Linked DNA regions of Zea mays: region 2 is linked to region 1. The links are chromatin contacts, called in public Hi-C maps. All regions are on one chromosome and are shown on one strand. The core of a region is the stretch at or near the end of the contact, and the rest is flanking DNA. Distances in the headings are between cores, read along the strand shown. Region 1 holds the start of LOC100282032 (vacuolar ATP synthase 16 kDa proteolipid subunit). Region 2 holds the start of LOC100273452.

Evidence for each region. A called contact is a pair of places that touch in the nucleus more often than the background predicts.
Region 2: a contact with region 1 is called in a Hi-C map of leaf, with 4 times the contacts expected there. The contact joins the promoter of LOC100273452 here to the promoter of LOC100282032 in region 1. A contact is called at or near these places in 3 of 25 Hi-C or Micro-C datasets (ear, leaf and tassel).

What each region holds. Positions count from the first base shown.
Region 1 is chr3:143,114,152-143,116,851 of Zm-B73-REFERENCE-NAM-5.0, forward strand. LOC100282032 (vacuolar ATP synthase 16 kDa proteolipid subunit) reads left to right here and starts at 1,432. Exons shown (of 3, transcript NM_001317913.1): 1 at 1,432-1,746; 2 at 2,056-2,341. The coding sequence starts at 1,668.
Region 2 is chr3:143,242,918-143,245,648 of Zm-B73-REFERENCE-NAM-5.0, forward strand. LOC100273452 reads left to right here and starts at 1,296. Exons shown (of 4, transcript NM_001147889.1): 1 at 1,296-1,636; 2 at 2,034-2,179; 3 at 2,461-2,579. The coding sequence starts at 1,410.

The DNA.
Region 1 (2,700 bases), core at 182-2,681:
TATAAGTATAAAGTATAAAATATAAAGATATGTATGCTTTATTGATTAGTTGAGTGTGAATGTGAGGTTGGAGCCAACAACTACGGTTCAATTCAAATCCCAATTTATACATAATTTTAGTTTTTTTACTATTTAAATGTAGGAATGTAGTGAGTTAATTAAATATTAGAAATAATTCAAAGGGTAGAAGGGGGTACTATTAACTTATCTCTCATGTTATTTTACATGGTCCTATGAAAGTCAAAACTTCTCACCCTACAACCACCAATAGACGTGATGTAAAATATAATGATATAGGTTGTCTACTTATCTCTTAGCAAAGTGCCCGTACATTGCTATGATTTTCAATTATATTTGAATATAAAATATGTGTGCTCTGATGGCTAGATGAATGTGAATATGAGTTTAAAGTTAACAACCATGGTTTAAGTCTCCAATTTATGCATAATTCTTATTATTTTTACTATTTAAATATGAGGGACGGGGCAATGGAAACCGTGTAACTAGAAAAAACGGTGATTTAATACAATAGAGACCACACAATATATACTAAACACCCATTTTACCTAACAACAAATGTGCTTTCCCCTATTTTAGCTAAAATCTAAGAGGACTAAGTTGAATGTGAACCAAATTACTCTTGATTTTTCATCTTTTTTACATTCACGTCACATATTTACCTAAGGGCTGTTTGTTTGAGATTATAATATGTCTAGATTATATAATCCAACAAATTTTGAATAAATGTTAGTTTAAAATTTGTTGGATTATATTATGATATTATCTGGTCAGATTATAATTTTAAACAAACACCCTTTAACTCTATATATTAATGTAATGAAAACATGACGTATCTAGCGGACATCTAATATTCCTATTGTACCCAAATTGAAAAATCTCAAAAAATAGATTTCTTATATGTTATAAAATAGATTTTAATATCCGATGCACCTGGCACAATATGTATTCCACTCTAAATCTTAGTAAAAAAATATAATTATCTATATTCGAAATCTAAGTATCCGTATTCGAAATTTGTAATATGTTCGTATTTTTTTCATCTAGTTTCATCTTCAGTAAAATACATCTGGTCCTTAAACTTGTTGCTCTGCGTTATTCTGTTCCACAAACTTTTAAAATTGTGTCGGTACGTTTCTTAATCTCTAGGATCTCAGTTAAGTCCAAACGGCTCGTGGTTAATATATGAACCCCACATATCAACATGTGCATCGGTGAAAGAGAACCGAAAAAATGAGAGAAAGGAGATACAGATGCTCATACGGGTCTATATGTTAATCACGACCTGTTTAGATCTAACTAAGACCAAACAACGATTAATAACTGAACTAACACATTTTAAAAGTTTGGATCTAACAAGTTTAATAACTCAAAATGTATTATACTCTTTCATCCTTTCTATTTTTCCACACACACAGATGCCCCTCCCCGGTGGCAGGGTAAAACAGTACTTGTCCCGCCCCACGTCGCAGCGCCGTGTCCCTCTCGCCTTCTTCCCCACCCCACCCTACCCTGGCACCCACGCGCTCTTCAGATCAGATCGGCAAGGCCAATCCCGAGCAGTGGTGCGAAACCTCGAGCGCTCGCGCCGGTGACCATAACAAAGAGGAAGCCGCGGTAGCACTGGTAGCGGCAGCAGTAAGGGGGAGATGTCGTCGGCGTTCAGCGGCGATGAGACCGCCCCTTTCTTCGGCTTCCTTGGCGCCTCCGCTGCGCTCGTCTTCTCATGTACGTGCGCCGCCTCCTCGTCCTCACGTGTTATACTTTCGGTTGCATTGTTTCTTTCCGAATTTGAGTGGGGAAAAGGTTGGAGCCGATCCCGTCCTTTGCTCCGTAGTCCGATCTGCCACGATTCAGAGATTGGCGGTGCGATACTTGACGCGCGCCAGACCATTGTGTTATTTGATATGTTTTGAGAAATAAATGGAACATCAATTGAGAGAATTTGGGTTGGATCCATGTGGCTGGGACGTGTGAGGGCGAAATTTTTGGTGGTGAATGACATGATCTCCCTCTGTGTATGTGTGTGGCTCGCAGGCATGGGGGCGGCGTACGGGACAGCCAAGAGTGGCGTCGGCGTGGCGTCCATGGGTGTCATGCGCCCAGAGCTCGTCATGAAGTCCATCGTGCCCGTGGTCATGGCTGGTGTGCTCGGTATCTACGGCCTCATCATCGCCGTCATCATCAGCACTGGGATCAACCCCAAGGCCAAGCCATACTACCTCTTTGACGGCTATGCCCACCTGTCGTCTGGCCTTGCCTGTGGTCTTGCTGGGCTTGCTGCAGGCATGGCCATTGGCATCGTTGGTGATGCTGGTGTCAGGTGAAGACAATTGCTTTATCATATTGTGATATGCTTTGATGGTTTGGCTGATAATATGTTGGTAAATGCAGTAGTAATGGCAGGCACTTCTAAACCTCCATGTTGTCAATACGTGTTTGTAGACGAGTTTCTCTTCTATTGAAATACTTGATTTTTTAAAAAGGTCAAGTGAATATTACATTTACATCTGAAATGTTGTCTGGGGCTCTGGATTAAATAGGAGTTATTTCATATGCCTCAAATCTCACTTGACCTTTTGCATATTTATACCTTGACCACTTTCTAGTTAAGAATTTTGATAATGGTAAAATTGGACATGACTTTTAAAGGCAAACACCATATTTTATCGCACCATTGAC
Region 2 (2,731 bases), core at 46-2,545, 130 kb after region 1:
AACTCAATTGTAACCAAGGCAAGAGACACCAATTGTGTGGTGGTCCTTGCGGGAACTTTGTGTTCCGTTTGATTGAGAAGAGAAGCTCACTCGGTCTAAGTGACCGTTTGAGAGAGGGAAAGGGTTGAAAGAGACCCGGTCTTCGTGACCACCTCAACGGGGAGTATAAACTAAATACAATCATAAATCACAAGCACGTGAAGATACAAGATCTATTCGAGTTCAGTCATACCATAAAGTTATGCCTATGTCCCTATTGCTGAGGCGACCACAAAGTTATTTAAAGTCTCTTTCAACTTCCCACTTTTCCGAGCAACCATAAAGTTCAAACCAAAATTTCCATTAGAACAATAGGGAAAATACAAATATCCCGACTCCCCTCACAAGTAGGGATGAAAACGGACAGAAACGGACGAAAAAACCCCTCTCCCGTTTTCGTATCCGCATTTTATCATCGGAAATGGGATTAGGTCCGGAATAGTCGAGAACGGAAACGGGAGCGAGATAAACGGAATTACGAAAACGAACGGAAACATAAATACTAACGGAAACTCATAATTTAATACAAATAGAAATGTTATTGATGTTTGACTAGTGATTGATTGGCAGAACAATAACATAAAACAAATAGATATAGAGAGGCAACATTCTATTGTTGTTTGGTTGCTAAATGTGTACATTTAGCTACATCCGATGTTGTTTAAGACTTTAGATCACTTGTCATTTGAAAAGAGCCGGTGGTTACAATGTCCAATCGTGCTATAATTTGTCACCTAAATACACGAGGATTTAGTTTATATACTAATGCATATTAGGCTCGTCTCAAATTTGTCAAATACGGGTTCAATCCGAAAAAACGGGATCTCGCAAAAACGGACGAAATAAGCCATCTTTCGTTTCCGTCCCGTTTCCATATTTTTCCGTAAATACGGAAACGGCCGGGTCAAATATAGAAAACGGTACGGATCAGGACGGAATTTTTTACGTCCGTTTTCAACCCTACTCACAAGAAGACTTGAGGGCACCATCCAACAACATCTAGCCCGTTATGTTTCATAATAACCCAAAAGTAATAGAATGAAAACCAAATCAACGACATGTGCCATAAGTGCTTAAAGATTGAATCTTACTTTCGGAGTTGAAATTTACGAGGAGATCACTTTAATCTCTATGAATAATAATTTAGAGTGTGAAATTTAGATGCACGAAAGAAAGAAAAAAACTCACCCCGCGGGGAGGTCTCACAATCCCCTTGTCAAAATCATCCCGTCCGCCCGTTTCCCACGCACGAATCCCAGAGCGTACCACATCCGTCCAGAAGCCGCAGCAGCGAGCAGGTCAGGTCGGCAGAGAGCTCGACCTCTCGCTGACGGCGACGTTCGGGGCCGGCGGAGGACAGGAACAGGACGATGGCCGAGGGAAAGAGATGGCGGTTCGCGATGGTCTGCTCCTCGAACATGAACCGGAGCATGGAGGCGCACTCGCAGCTGGGCCGCGCGGGGCTCGACGTCGAGTCCTACGGCACGGGCACCCACGTCAAGCTCCCCGGCCCCTCCCTCCACGAGCCCAACGTCTACGACTTCGGCACCCCCTACGGCGCCATCTACGACGACCTCCGCCGCAAGGACCCCGAACTGTCAGTACGAACACCTACTGTCATCTTCCCTCTCCCCACCTAAGCTACCTCCTATTGCCTCCTGATGCTCCCTTTTTTCCCAACCCCACCTTTGTTGATTTGGGGGAGAAGATGTACTCCAGTGTTTAGGGTTGTGGATGGAGTTCTGGCGAAATTTAGCGTGCATTTGATGGAAACAGATAACAACCATTATAGTCTTCTGCAATTTGGGATCGTTGCTCGCAATATCTCTGTCTCCTGGCGAAAAATTATTTGCACACTTGCCGAACTGGGTCTGCAGGGATGCTTGTGGCGTTGCTTTCCCGTTTCTTTGTGTGCTCACATTGCCTTGTCGGGCACCCTGCACGATAACTTGAAACGCTCTGCTCTCAGTGGATTTCTGTGGCGAACCATCCAGGTACAAGAGGAATGGGTTGCTGCCTATGCTGAAGAGGAACACCTCGGTGAAGCTGGCGCCTCAGCGGTGGCAGGACAATGCCGGCGACGGGGTGTTTGATATGATAATGACCTTTGAGGAGAGGGTCTTTGACTTGGTTGTTGAAGGTAATTCATTCACCATTGGACTGGAGCTTGATTTTTGTTTAGGAGAATTATAAAGCAATTACAATTTAACTATGTGTTGTAGGATTGCATAGTTCTGTAGACATTCATCCTGATCAGCTGAGCTTGCTGCTGTAGCGCTGCAGTTTGCAGCTGCAAAACTCCAGCTAACCTGGACCAATAGCAGAGAGGAACCATAAGTGGCACAGCAGCAACCTGCCGGAATTAGCACTTCTGATCAGGGCCGTTAACTACTGGAAGCTAACATTTGTTTTTGTGTCCAGATATGAATAACCGCGAGCCGAGGTTGATGAAGTGTGTGCTGATAATAAATATGGATGTCAAAGATAACCATGAAGAAGCTGGTGTTGGGGCAAAGCTTGCTGTAGAGTTGTGCCAGAAGGTAAAAGTAACATACCATATCTAGTGCATAAGCTTTACTGGGTATTAATTTGTTAGGATTTGTTGTTAATGGTGCCAATGGTAAGTAATCAGTAGGCTGAGGACCATGTGTGCCCTTAGGTTGGCAGCAAAATTAATTGTTATTTCAAGACT